Linked DNA regions of Gossypium hirsutum: all the other regions are linked to region 2. The links are chromatin contacts, called in public Hi-C maps. All regions are on one chromosome and are shown on one strand. The core of a region is the stretch at or near the end of the contact, and the rest is flanking DNA. Distances in the headings are between cores, read along the strand shown. Region 1 holds the start of LOC121213573 (metal-nicotianamine transporter YSL1). Region 2 holds the start of LOC107951317. Region 3 holds the start of LOC107951313 (probable trehalase). Region 4 has its middle 37 kb from the start of LOC107951314.

What was found. A called contact is a pair of places that touch in the nucleus more often than the background predicts.
Region 1: a Hi-C map of leaf shows a contact between it and region 2, with 4 times the contacts expected there. The contact joins the promoter of LOC121213573 here to the promoter of LOC107951317 in region 2. A contact is called at or near these places in 2 of 34 Hi-C or Micro-C datasets (both in leaf).
Region 3: a Hi-C map of leaf shows a contact between it and region 2, with 2.1 times the contacts expected there. The contact joins the promoter of LOC107951313 here to the promoter of LOC107951317 in region 2. A contact is called at or near these places in 8 of 34 Hi-C or Micro-C datasets (callus, hypocotyl, leaf and 2 more).
Region 4: a Hi-C map of leaf shows a contact between it and region 2, with 3 times the contacts expected there. The contact joins the enhancer-like site here to the promoter of LOC107951317 in region 2. A contact is called at or near these places in 10 of 34 Hi-C or Micro-C datasets (hypocotyl, leaf and seedling).

What each region holds. Positions count from the first base shown.
Region 1 is chrA02:44,339,635-44,342,334 of Gossypium_hirsutum_v2.1, reverse strand. LOC121213573 (metal-nicotianamine transporter YSL1) reads right to left here and starts at 1,268. Exons shown (of 10, transcript XR_005908969.1): 1 at 778-1,268; 2 at 309-671; 3 at 51-223.
Region 2 is chrA02:44,058,053-44,060,752 of Gossypium_hirsutum_v2.1, reverse strand. It overlaps LOC107951317, which reads right to left and starts at 1,372. Exons shown (of 2, transcript XM_016886320.2): 1 at 1,052-1,372; 2 at 490-970. The coding sequence starts at 1,187. The coding sequence ends at 762.
Region 3 is chrA02:43,580,846-43,583,580 of Gossypium_hirsutum_v2.1, reverse strand. LOC107951313 (probable trehalase) reads right to left here and starts at 1,332. Exons shown (of 10, transcript XM_016886316.2): 1 at 575-1,332; 2 at 290-409; 3 at 1-100. The coding sequence starts at 1,200.
Region 4 is chrA02:43,750,074-43,752,773 of Gossypium_hirsutum_v2.1, reverse strand. No RefSeq gene overlaps it. Among protein-coding and RNA genes, the nearest start is that of LOC107951314, 37 kb to the right of the region's middle. Within about 2 kb of position 1,348, at least 5 of the 9 cell types and tissues checked have an H3K27ac peak or open chromatin away from gene starts, as enhancers often do. A contact at or near this core is called in hypocotyl and leaf, where this site is marked.

The sequences.
Region 1 (2,700 bases), core at 19-2,518, 280 kb before region 2:
TATAAGATAATATTTTAAGTGGATTATTTTAGTAAGCAAGCGAAGGTTACCTTTCTTAAAGGAATTAATACGAAAAGACCAACAAAGCAAACTACAAAAAGGAAGCCGGTCATCCACCCAAGTCCTGGTTCCTTTATAGCCTTTGCAGAGTTCCCTTCAGTGCCTACTCCGGACAATTCATATGTCTTCCTGTTTAATCCCAACAGATAAGATGCAAACCCACCTGCACTCCACATCATCAATCATCAATATATGTTATGTTATGTTAAGGGGAGAATTGAAATGAGCCTGAAAAATAAACCTCTAACCTCCAATAGCTATGCTGTAACATGCAACTGCACATGTCTGAATCATGGTGTTCTCTTGTCTTGTAAAAGGTTTGGCCGTATATCCTGCCTTCTCAACAACTTTTGTCCATGTCCGGATAAAAAGGAAGGCGATAAGAGCAGCTGAGACATTCAGGTTAGGGACCCAACCTGTTGTGAGGTTCAGTTTCATGGCTATCACACTGTAAACCGTCCCAATCAAGATGCTTACAATCACTCCCCTCACAGTGATTTGCTGAGTCCATGGTTGTATTGTCCTTGAACCCTCGGTTTCTTCATGCACCTCTTCCATGTCTTCCCTCTCTTTCTCTTTCGTATCCTTCACCTCTTCCATGCTCTTTGTTACTGAAATGGGTATATTCTGAAATCATTAAACAAGAAAAATAGCTTATATCTATATCCACACACACACACACACACACACACACACACATATATACATATAACTCACCTTGACTTGGTTGGTCTTCCGTGTAGGTCTAATTTCTTCAAGCTTTTTGGTAGACAGAATAGATCAGGGATTGAAACAAGTTGTCAAGTGGTTCTTTGTCTGGTTCTTTTAAAACATACATAAAATCATTCTCAATGAACCAGACACCAGTATATATAATAGCTAGAAGTTAATTTAATACGCAAAGATCCTCAAATTAAGGGGATAAGAAAAGGCACTCAGTCTCTTCCCTAGCATTCATAAAATAAATGATTGCAGCCAAGCCAACAGTGAAAAACATGTATAATATTTGTTTCAGAATCTACTTGGTTACATTCAGTGGTCAAACAAAGCAGAAATGATTTCTCACGCAATAGGAGGAAAAAGAACATGGAATAAAAAATGGTTGATATGAAGGGAGGGTAGCATTAGTAGCATTATAAAAATATGTATATATATATATAAAAAAGCTGAAAAACTTTTAACAGCTTGTTAACGAGCATTGGCTTGATTCGATGACCTTATAATTGACCTCTCCTCTTTATTTCTATACCATTGAGTTGGTTATGATAGTGTTTGTCGATAGAAGAGATTCTTTTCCTCTTTTTTCTTCACAAGTGTTTAAACATGATTCTGGACGATTGTTGACTTGTTTTGTTGTGTGGGTCACTCACTTATTGGAGCAATGAAATTGATAGATAATATGTTCAATGTTAGAGGTAATAAAAGTTAGTGAAGTCACTCATTTGGAAAATATGGGTGAATTCAGCTTTGAATTTCATTAATGGTCCTAAATTTAATTTATCTCGACGAGACTGATGATGTACCCTAACTCTGAACTAGAGTAGTCTCCCTTTACCTAAATTTTAATCCGACATAAAAAAATAAAAAAGCAAAAATCAAGTACTCACGTTTCATGTGCTGCACCTTATCTTATTGTTGTTGACTACTCCGTGCTTTTGCTTCACTGTTAAATTCATACTACTTCAACACCCTAGCATTACCTTTTATTTGTATTATGCTGGTTATGTTAATACCTATTTTTACCGGAATTTTTTTTAAAATTTTTAAATTGAAAAAATATATATACTTAAAACCATGTTGGAGCTAACTTCATCCTAGTGGTTACAATAACAACACGACATTTTAAATTAGCTTGATTTTGTTAATTATTGCAAAGAGGTTAACTTTTCTGAAAGAAGTCTTTGAAGTATCGTTAATTGGACAGTTAATTGGTCCTCCAACCAGTGGCGAATCTAGAGGGGGACTGGCATGGGCCCCGACCCCCTTAAAATATAAAATTACTATTTGAGTCCTTAAATTTTTTAAAAATTTTAAATTAGTAAAGATAAAATTGTACTTTGGCCCCCCTAAAATTATAAAAATTCGATTTAATTCTTTCAAATCTCTGTTTATTTATTATTATTTTAGTTTTAAGATTCAAAATTCGAATTAGAAATTAGAGAATTCTATTTAATTCTATTCTTATTCTATTTAATTTCTATTAAATCCATTTATTTAATATTTAATTTAATTAAATAAATTATGATACTATTTAAATTATTAAATTCAATTTTCTAGTTAATTTGAATATTTAAATTAAATAGAAAAAAATATTACTTTAATTGGTATTGTTAATTGTGTAATGGTTTGGTTTTGTTGGAGCCATGGGTCAAATAAAACGGACCATTTCTCTCTTTGGGAAAAACCAATCAAAGAATTTCATTATATCCTTTCTCAAATCGTTATAAAGATATAGACTATAGAAAATTAAAATTTTAATTGCCCCCCCTAAAAGATTGTTCTGACTTCGCCCCTGCCTCCAACAACGGAAGGTATCATCCCCTAGTGGAGGTTTTATCTCTCATATTGTGCCAAGAGCTAACGTGTCGAGAGCACGTGCTTGGTGGGCCTAGTTCACAAAGTTAGGAGTGCCTCGATTGG
Region 2 (2,700 bases), core at 123-2,622:
TCTTTTCACGATTTTTGTCTAAGAGTTTGTCTCCTTTTGTCTGGTCGGAAGCTTTTTGAGCCTCATTTTTGTTCGTTTTGGTAAGGATGTTGTGCGGGGTGGAGCACCATTGACATTGGTCTCGAACGCTCGAGCATGGTGATGTCGATCTGGGTCCTCTGGATCTTTGTGATTTGGATGCTGATGCCCTCTTGAAGGCTCAGGATTTACAACAATCGATTACGTGCTCTATGGTGTCAACCGCGATCCTCTTGGACCTCTTCGGTAGTAGACTTGTAGGTTGGGAGTAGGACTGCTTCATTCCAGTTTCCTCTATTCATCCCTTTGGATTGGAAAAGGTGGGACTAAGGTTTGTCTCCTTCCGGGATGGGCTGGACCATTTCAACCCTTATACTTCATCTTTCGTTATCTAGACTTTTTGAACCCATGTACATTTGGAGGCCTTTTAATGAAATTGTCGTACTTTCAAAAAACAAAAAACATCATGTAGATCGGAGAAGCAGCAAACAAGAGTTTTCTTTAGCCAACTAGTCCAATATTAAGAACTCTACATTGAACTTTGACTCCATTTTTTCAGCCAAATAAATTTATTTCATAAAAAACTTCTAAAGAGTTACACAAAAAGACACTCAATAGACACTATAACTCGTTACAAACACCACACAAACAGTTGACCATGTTAACTCGTCCAAGTTGTTAACACTGCAAGGGTTTGCATTTGGGTACGTAAAGTAAATTTCATTACGGTTTCATACAGTCTTTCAAATGTCGAGACAACAGCAGCGGTTTTCACCGGTGGAAGTAACACACTCGACGGCATCAGGGTTGCGGCCCAAGGCTGCGCATGCCTGCCTACAATCTCCTCCGCTGCTGCATGTTCCAGCAAAATGACAACCTTTACCGTTCCCTTTTTTTGCATGCGCTGAACACTCCCCATTGGAATGAGACTTGCATGGACCCTTTTCTGCACCTTCAGCAAACACATAAATTTAATTAATTAGTTTACTTGCAAAAAGAAGAAGTAATTTTGCTACATGATCAATTAAAGTACCATGAAGCTTTGCAAATGAATAGGAAAAGAGCAGGAAAACAGCAACCACAAGAAGCTTTGATGATACCATGGTTTTGTTTGTGTTGATTGTGCAATGGGGTTTTGTTTTTATATATAAGAGACCAGTTGGAGCCATAACTTTTTCATTAAATTCGGTAAGAAATGTCACAAAATCCACCTCTTGCAATGTGACTGAATCTCATAACTGTTGTGTTTGTTTGCTCATGTAAGATGGGGGCGGCTTCTCACATTTCTAACAAGGCTATTTTTATTGCAGTGCTTGCTTTTTTAGGTGGGAAAAAAATACTAAGCTTTCCACCCTGTACTCTCACATGAGAAGGGTGGATATGCAAAAAAGTCTGAAGTAGGATGCCTCTGATTGATTTCCCAATCTACATTTTACATTATCAGTCCTTCCACAATTTCAAAATCTCTTTCATGCTAAAAATTTGAACTGTTTTTTATGAATAAAATTGTAAAAATTCGAATCAAATTGGATAATATCTAAAATTTTCTTCGACTCAATGTTGTTATGGTTACGGCCTTGTAAACATATATAATTTATTTACAAATGTTCAAAGGAGTACTTGACAAAAGCTTGCATATGTGACATGCAGTGGATTCAAATCTCTCTACCCATCTATTATAATTTGATTGTTAATGCACATACTAATAGAAATGATTTCCTGTAGGGAAGATGAATCACCATGCCTATGAAATTTCTACTAGGTGGCATTTCTTGGGGTTTAAAAAAAACCACATTTTAGCTTTTTTTTTAATTTTTTACTTTTTAAATTTTTTTAATTTAATTTTTTTTTTCAAATCACTCCAAATGAATGGAAAAATTAATATTTAACTTTGTTGAGGTTGGATGGTACGTTTGTATTTAATTAAGTTTTTAAAATTTAAAAATTCAAAAAATAATTAAAACTATTTTTAGAAATTAAAAATCGTTAAAATTATTTTAAAATATAAAAATTATGAAGAAATATTTTTTCAAATTTTAAAAATTAATTAAATATTAATTGTCATTTACATAGCAATCTGATAGCAAGCTAATTTTGTGTGTTTAATGTTCTTATTTGTGGTCAAATTTTGAATAGAATGCTACTAAGATTGTGATTTCTAGTTTTAGTTTTGTCAGGACGCAATTAGATTACCGAAGTTCAAATAAACAAACAAATTTGGCTTAATTGGAATAGAAAACAATAAAAGGGGACAAATTGAAAAGTTGCAGAATTAGTGGCTGATTAAAAATCAAATTGTGAATTTGTCAAACTCTATAAATAGAAAAAAAATATGATTTTAGTTTGTTGTTAGGCATAATGTTAGGAGGAATCATGCTAAATTTGACATATGAAAATTATATAAATACCTTGTAATGATGGCTTGGAAAGGACACATTGGAATAGAATTAAAACAATTCTTATTTTTTCTCTTTAACGCATAAGTAGCTATTCAAGTTTACTAACAATTTTTTTCCATTTTCTTATTTTTAGTTCAATTACTTTTTAAGTCCTTTCTCCTTTTCACTTATTATCATTACGTTTAAATTCACTTTTAAACCCTAATCAAGTATGATTAATTTCATGCTTAACAAAACCCCATTTAGCCTTAGGTCTGTTATCATTCCTATTGAAAATCGTGAG
Region 3 (2,735 bases), core at 83-2,582, 480 kb after region 2:
ATATTCTTTAATCAATGGTGGGAGAGATTTCTTAACGAATTCGACATCACCGGTCCGATTATATATCTCATAGACCATTGCACTCAAAAGAGGAGGCTGGCTGCAAAAGGGACCTTGAAGCTATTAGATAGTTGTACAAGGCAATGAGCAATTAAGACCGTAAAAACTAGTAGTAATTTACATTGTTTGATATAATGTAAAATATGAAAAGCACAAATGAAAAGTTAAAAGAAAACCCATTTTCATTTATTCCTAAAACAATGATAAGAAAATAACTGAATAGCATTACCTTCGATTGGTATAATAGGCTCTAGCACCATTAAGAACATGACCATAAGTGTCTAGCATGAAAATGAGATTAGTCACTATTGCTTTTGCAGTCTCGTACATTTTACTTGCCAGCAGGCCTCTGCACAAACATATTAAACATCAATCCCCATTAAGATTTTAAACTAAGGTATGTTGATTCCTTAAAAACTCCAATAAACTGTGAAGCCACATGGAAGCAATCTCCAAGAGAATATTCCTTTATGATCCTAAAATTAAAAACATTATGATGAAGTCAAAAACTAACCTGATAACCCAATAAGAATCCCAATAATAAACCTCAGTGAAACGTGAACCAGGAATTATTACAGGCCTTGGCAAAGGAAGCAGAGTATGCAATTCAGGATGATGAAGAACCGAGCTCGAAACTTTCCTGCTCAAATTCTTCCACAAAGCATGGACTTCCAATGCCCAACCTCTCACCTCTGGGCTCTCCACCTTGGGCAAAAAGCCATGCGGCTCAGGGACAAAATCCACTGGCTCGGCATATACAACATCATCCCCTGCATCAGTAAAGTACTTCCCGATAAACGCTTCAAAATCCTTAACAGAAACTGACCCATCTTCCGTCTTGGGAAGTTTATCGAATGCTTCCACGGTGGTGGAAAGATTAGACTTTAACGGTAAGTCTACATAGTGTTTAGGATCAAAATTCGATTTCCCATAAGTTTGCAAAGCAGTTTCTTGGACACGTACAAGGAAACTTAGTAAGGGTGTTGCAGGGATTACAGGACCCGGACCTTTGGTACATGATGATGGAGGTGAAAGTGGGTTAGCGAGGGCCATTGGAGGCAGCGATTGTGAAAGAATGAACACTGAAAAGAGAAAAAGGAAATGCCTTTTACGGTTGGTGTGGTAAAGAAATGGGGCCATAATGATGGGTAGAATCAAAGGAGATTGGACGAGACATGGATTAACGCGTGTTGACTTTTAAGGATCTGGAAAAAAAAAAGTAAGAAAAGGACGGCCGGTTATGTAATCGCAAAACGATGGTAATCAGGATTTACGATAAGGACTAAGCACGTGGACAACCATTGTAACATTGATATATAGGCAAAAAAAAAATCCTATTAAAATATACATTGGATCTGTGAGAGTTTGAAGTTGACTACGACTGTGGACAATGGTTAGCCAAGTGGATGAATGTAATTGCTGGTTAATAAAGAAATAGTGACAGTCATGGTCTTTGAAAATATTTGGAACGGCGTCTCTTTGAGTATTGATAAAATCAAAAGTTAAAGGCCAAAAGAAGGGATATTAGCATATATTGAAACTGGGGAAGAAAGGGAATTCGATGGTGAATTCTCCCATGGGTTTTGGATATTGGTTAGAATGTAGGGTATAGAAAGTAATATTTATGTTCTGAAAGTGATATGTACTAGTATTTGTGTTTGTTTTCATATCAAAAGTTTGTATCAATAGATATAAATCAGATATAATATCTGTTTAGATTAATATTGAAACAAACAATTTAAAATATACCGAAATTATTGAAATATACAAAAATTTAAAAGATATAATATACCAAAATGTATTTACTAATCTGTACCATACAGATAACCATGATTTTGGTATACTAAGTTGTTTAGCTAGATAAGAAGGTTATACTTTTGGCTCCTCAAATTTCAGCTCGATGAAAATATATTTTCAAGGGTTCACACAGATGTTATTGACCCCTTCGGTAAAAGCATATTTTTTATTTGGGAACAATTCTTTGTCTCTTTGCGATTTTGTAACAATTTGAAAGTTGTTGGTGTTGGATAAATTCAATTTCGAGACTTCGATTCTGTAAATCGATATTATAAATATTTTTATTAAATATTTATGGAGTTATATTCTAGGTGAATTGAATTCTGGATAGCCAAGTTTATCAAATTAATGATTAATTAGGTACAGGAAATAAATTGTAAAAGTAGTAAAAGTTCAATTGTTATGGACTTTTAATTAAGAAATGAGTCAAAGGACTGAAATAGCAATTAAACCATGTTATTATACTATTAGTTGACGGTAGCAAACATGGGTCATTAAATTGATTAATATAAAATATGATTTAAATTAATTAAAAGAAAAGAAAAAAAGAAAGAAATAACTTAAAATTTTATATTATTATCAAGTTAGTTGGGGATGGAATTACATTATCTTCTTCCCCACTCACCCGAAGCAAATATAAACAAAAGAAGGTTAACGCTATTTAGCGTTTTGGAAGCTTTAACCTTAAAATTCAAGTACTTAGTTTTTTTTTAAATTTTTATATTTTTGAAATTCCGGGAATTTAATCTAGCTTACCTGTGTGTTATTTTTCAAAATTGTTAAAGTTTTTAAAAGTTATTATTGTTGATTTCTTGAAGTTTTTTGTATTAAATTGTTAGGTTTTAAGCTTAGATATGAAAAAAGACTAGTTTGTAAAG
Region 4 (2,700 bases), core at 99-2,598, 310 kb after region 2:
TAGGCTTTGGAACTTGGACTATAAAAATCATTATATTAAATTTTGTTATAAAAAATATTTCATATAATTAATTTTTTAAAATTTATTTATTTTGACATTTTTAATTGAATTTTCATATATCATACTTTTTTCATTTTTTGTTTTTTTTTCAAATAATTCATATGAAGATTGTCATATATTCTTAAAAAAGATAACTTATTGTATTGAATTTACTTTATATTTAAAAATACTTTATATTTAAAAATAATTTATAAAAATTCAAGTGGATAATTTTTTGTAGTTGGTTATTTTAGTTATTTATTCATATCGGATTAGATGGTGCAATATTAATTGGATTTCGATATATTTAAATAAAAATAAAATTATTTATTTTTAATTAAGTTTCAATTAATTTAAAATAAAAAATCATAAATAAACGGAATAAATACATTAAAATGGAATTTGAATGAATAAAAGCTAAGTAACCAATAATTTCATGTGATAGCACGATACTATTTTATACCACATGCCATGAATACCAAAGGCACTATAAGAGGCCATTAGTAGAGAATAGGATAGGAAGAGTGTAATATGAATATGATTTGCCATTAGTAGAGGCCGGCGCCAACATTAACCTACTCTAAGGGACCACATTTCCTCTACCACTTAAGCTTCTTACAACTAACTCATGCAAATGTATGGGAATTAAATCTATTTATAGATTTTCATAAACACAGTAAAGAAATGTTTAATATTCCATTTTCCATTTTCCTCTAATTTTCATATTTTATTTATATAGATTATAATTTTTAAAAAAATAAAATGGAAATCTTTTGGTCCATTGTTAGTGGAGTTAGAAAATTTTACTAATAACGGCGAAATATCATTATATGTTTTAAGAGAATCTTAAAAATAAATTAAAATAGACATGTGTCATATACTAAATTCTATTTTTTGCAATGAACAGGATACTAACCCAAAAAATAAATATTATTATAAAAAAATATTTGATGTACTGCTAATGGAGTTTTTAGACTCTACAAGTAGGTTTAAGAAGTTGATAAGTATTTTATAAAGTTATAGTAAAATATTTTTAAAAAATAAATATTTAAAAAAAACACATGAAAATTTCTTAAGACTACTTGTGTTATAGAAAAATACACTACTAATATATCAAATACTAACTCATATTTATAATATATATACTTTTTACTTTAATATTTTATTTTTGTTTAAATAATTTCATCAATTATGTTATGTTTGATTGACTCATTGTCATTTCTATTGGAGACCAAATGGTGGGTCAAAAAGTAAACCCACGTGGTTGGTGGTCTGGCCATGGAAGGGCCTGGTTTCCAGCATAGCAAAGAGTACGAAGCCCACAATTGAAGCAAACTAACAAGGTACCATTTTAGACCACCAGGCCTTCTTCATCATCTTTAATTTCTCTCCTTCCATTTTAAAGCTACTGCAAACTGCAGACAAAATGAAGAAAAAAAAGAAGCTTGAACTTCCATATTTGACTGCTTGTTATACGATCATAAAAAGCTTATTTTCAATATAAATTCTTCCTCTTGAAGCAGATATTTAGATTGAAATTGAATTAACACTAATTCTACCATAGATAAACCTATGAACTACGTTTCAACATGAAATGCCATAAGGGTCACACAAGTGGCCCTTATTTTGCCAGTGCTGGCATCAATTTTCCGTACTCCATTTTGCTTCAAGGTCTCCCTGCATTAAACTGCGTGTAAAGAATTCTACCAAATTTGCGAGTTCGATTTTTTGTATACTAACGATTCCATTTCAACTTCTTTCTCTCAACATGCCTATGCCACAGTCACTCTCAATTATGGTTCTCAATTTGGATAAAAATTTATGCGAATATTTTTCATAATTAAAATAAGTATTATTATTCAAGAGCATTTTAATATTTTTATTTTAAAAAAATTAATAAAAAATGTATAAGGTGAAAGTTGAATTCATATCAATTGTATTAGTAAAACTTTTAACTTATCATTCAAATAAAACTTTATTTTGATATTTTTATATATTGTAATTTTATAATGCACACTTTATTATCTCCATCAATTTTGTATATTAAAAATATATTTAATTGAGTTGATGTCACAAGTTAACTTGATACTGACTCAAAATTGATAACAACACTATGATAAATAATTTAAATAATGTACATATTTCATTTGTTGTTATTAATTAGTTTCAAACAATACATTTCATTATTTCTTTTATATTTTTTTAAACATACATTTATATTCTAAATCTGTAGTTTCCACATGTATACACGTGTGATAAGATTTTTAGTGAAATTAAAAAAAAAATCAATTAACATTCACTGTGATAATTTTCTTAATAAAAAGTTTCTCCATTGATGAAAAATAAACCTTTCAAAATTGTCTACAAATCAACTTAATTCAAAATTTTAAGGTATTATCTAGAAAGGTACCTACTAATTGGATTTGGACATAATTACTTGTAATTGTAGAATGGTGATATATTTGAGTGACCATTGTAATTAGTGGGTCCCGCCAAATTAGGTTTAATTTAAGTACCTAATTACATTTTCCAATTCTTAGGAAGATAGTGAGAATTGGTGTAATTACACCGAAATCCAATTTTTAACAAAATGTTTTTATACAAGTTATAAAAATTATATTATAAACATGAACACGTGTGTGTTTTGGAACGGTTATGGTC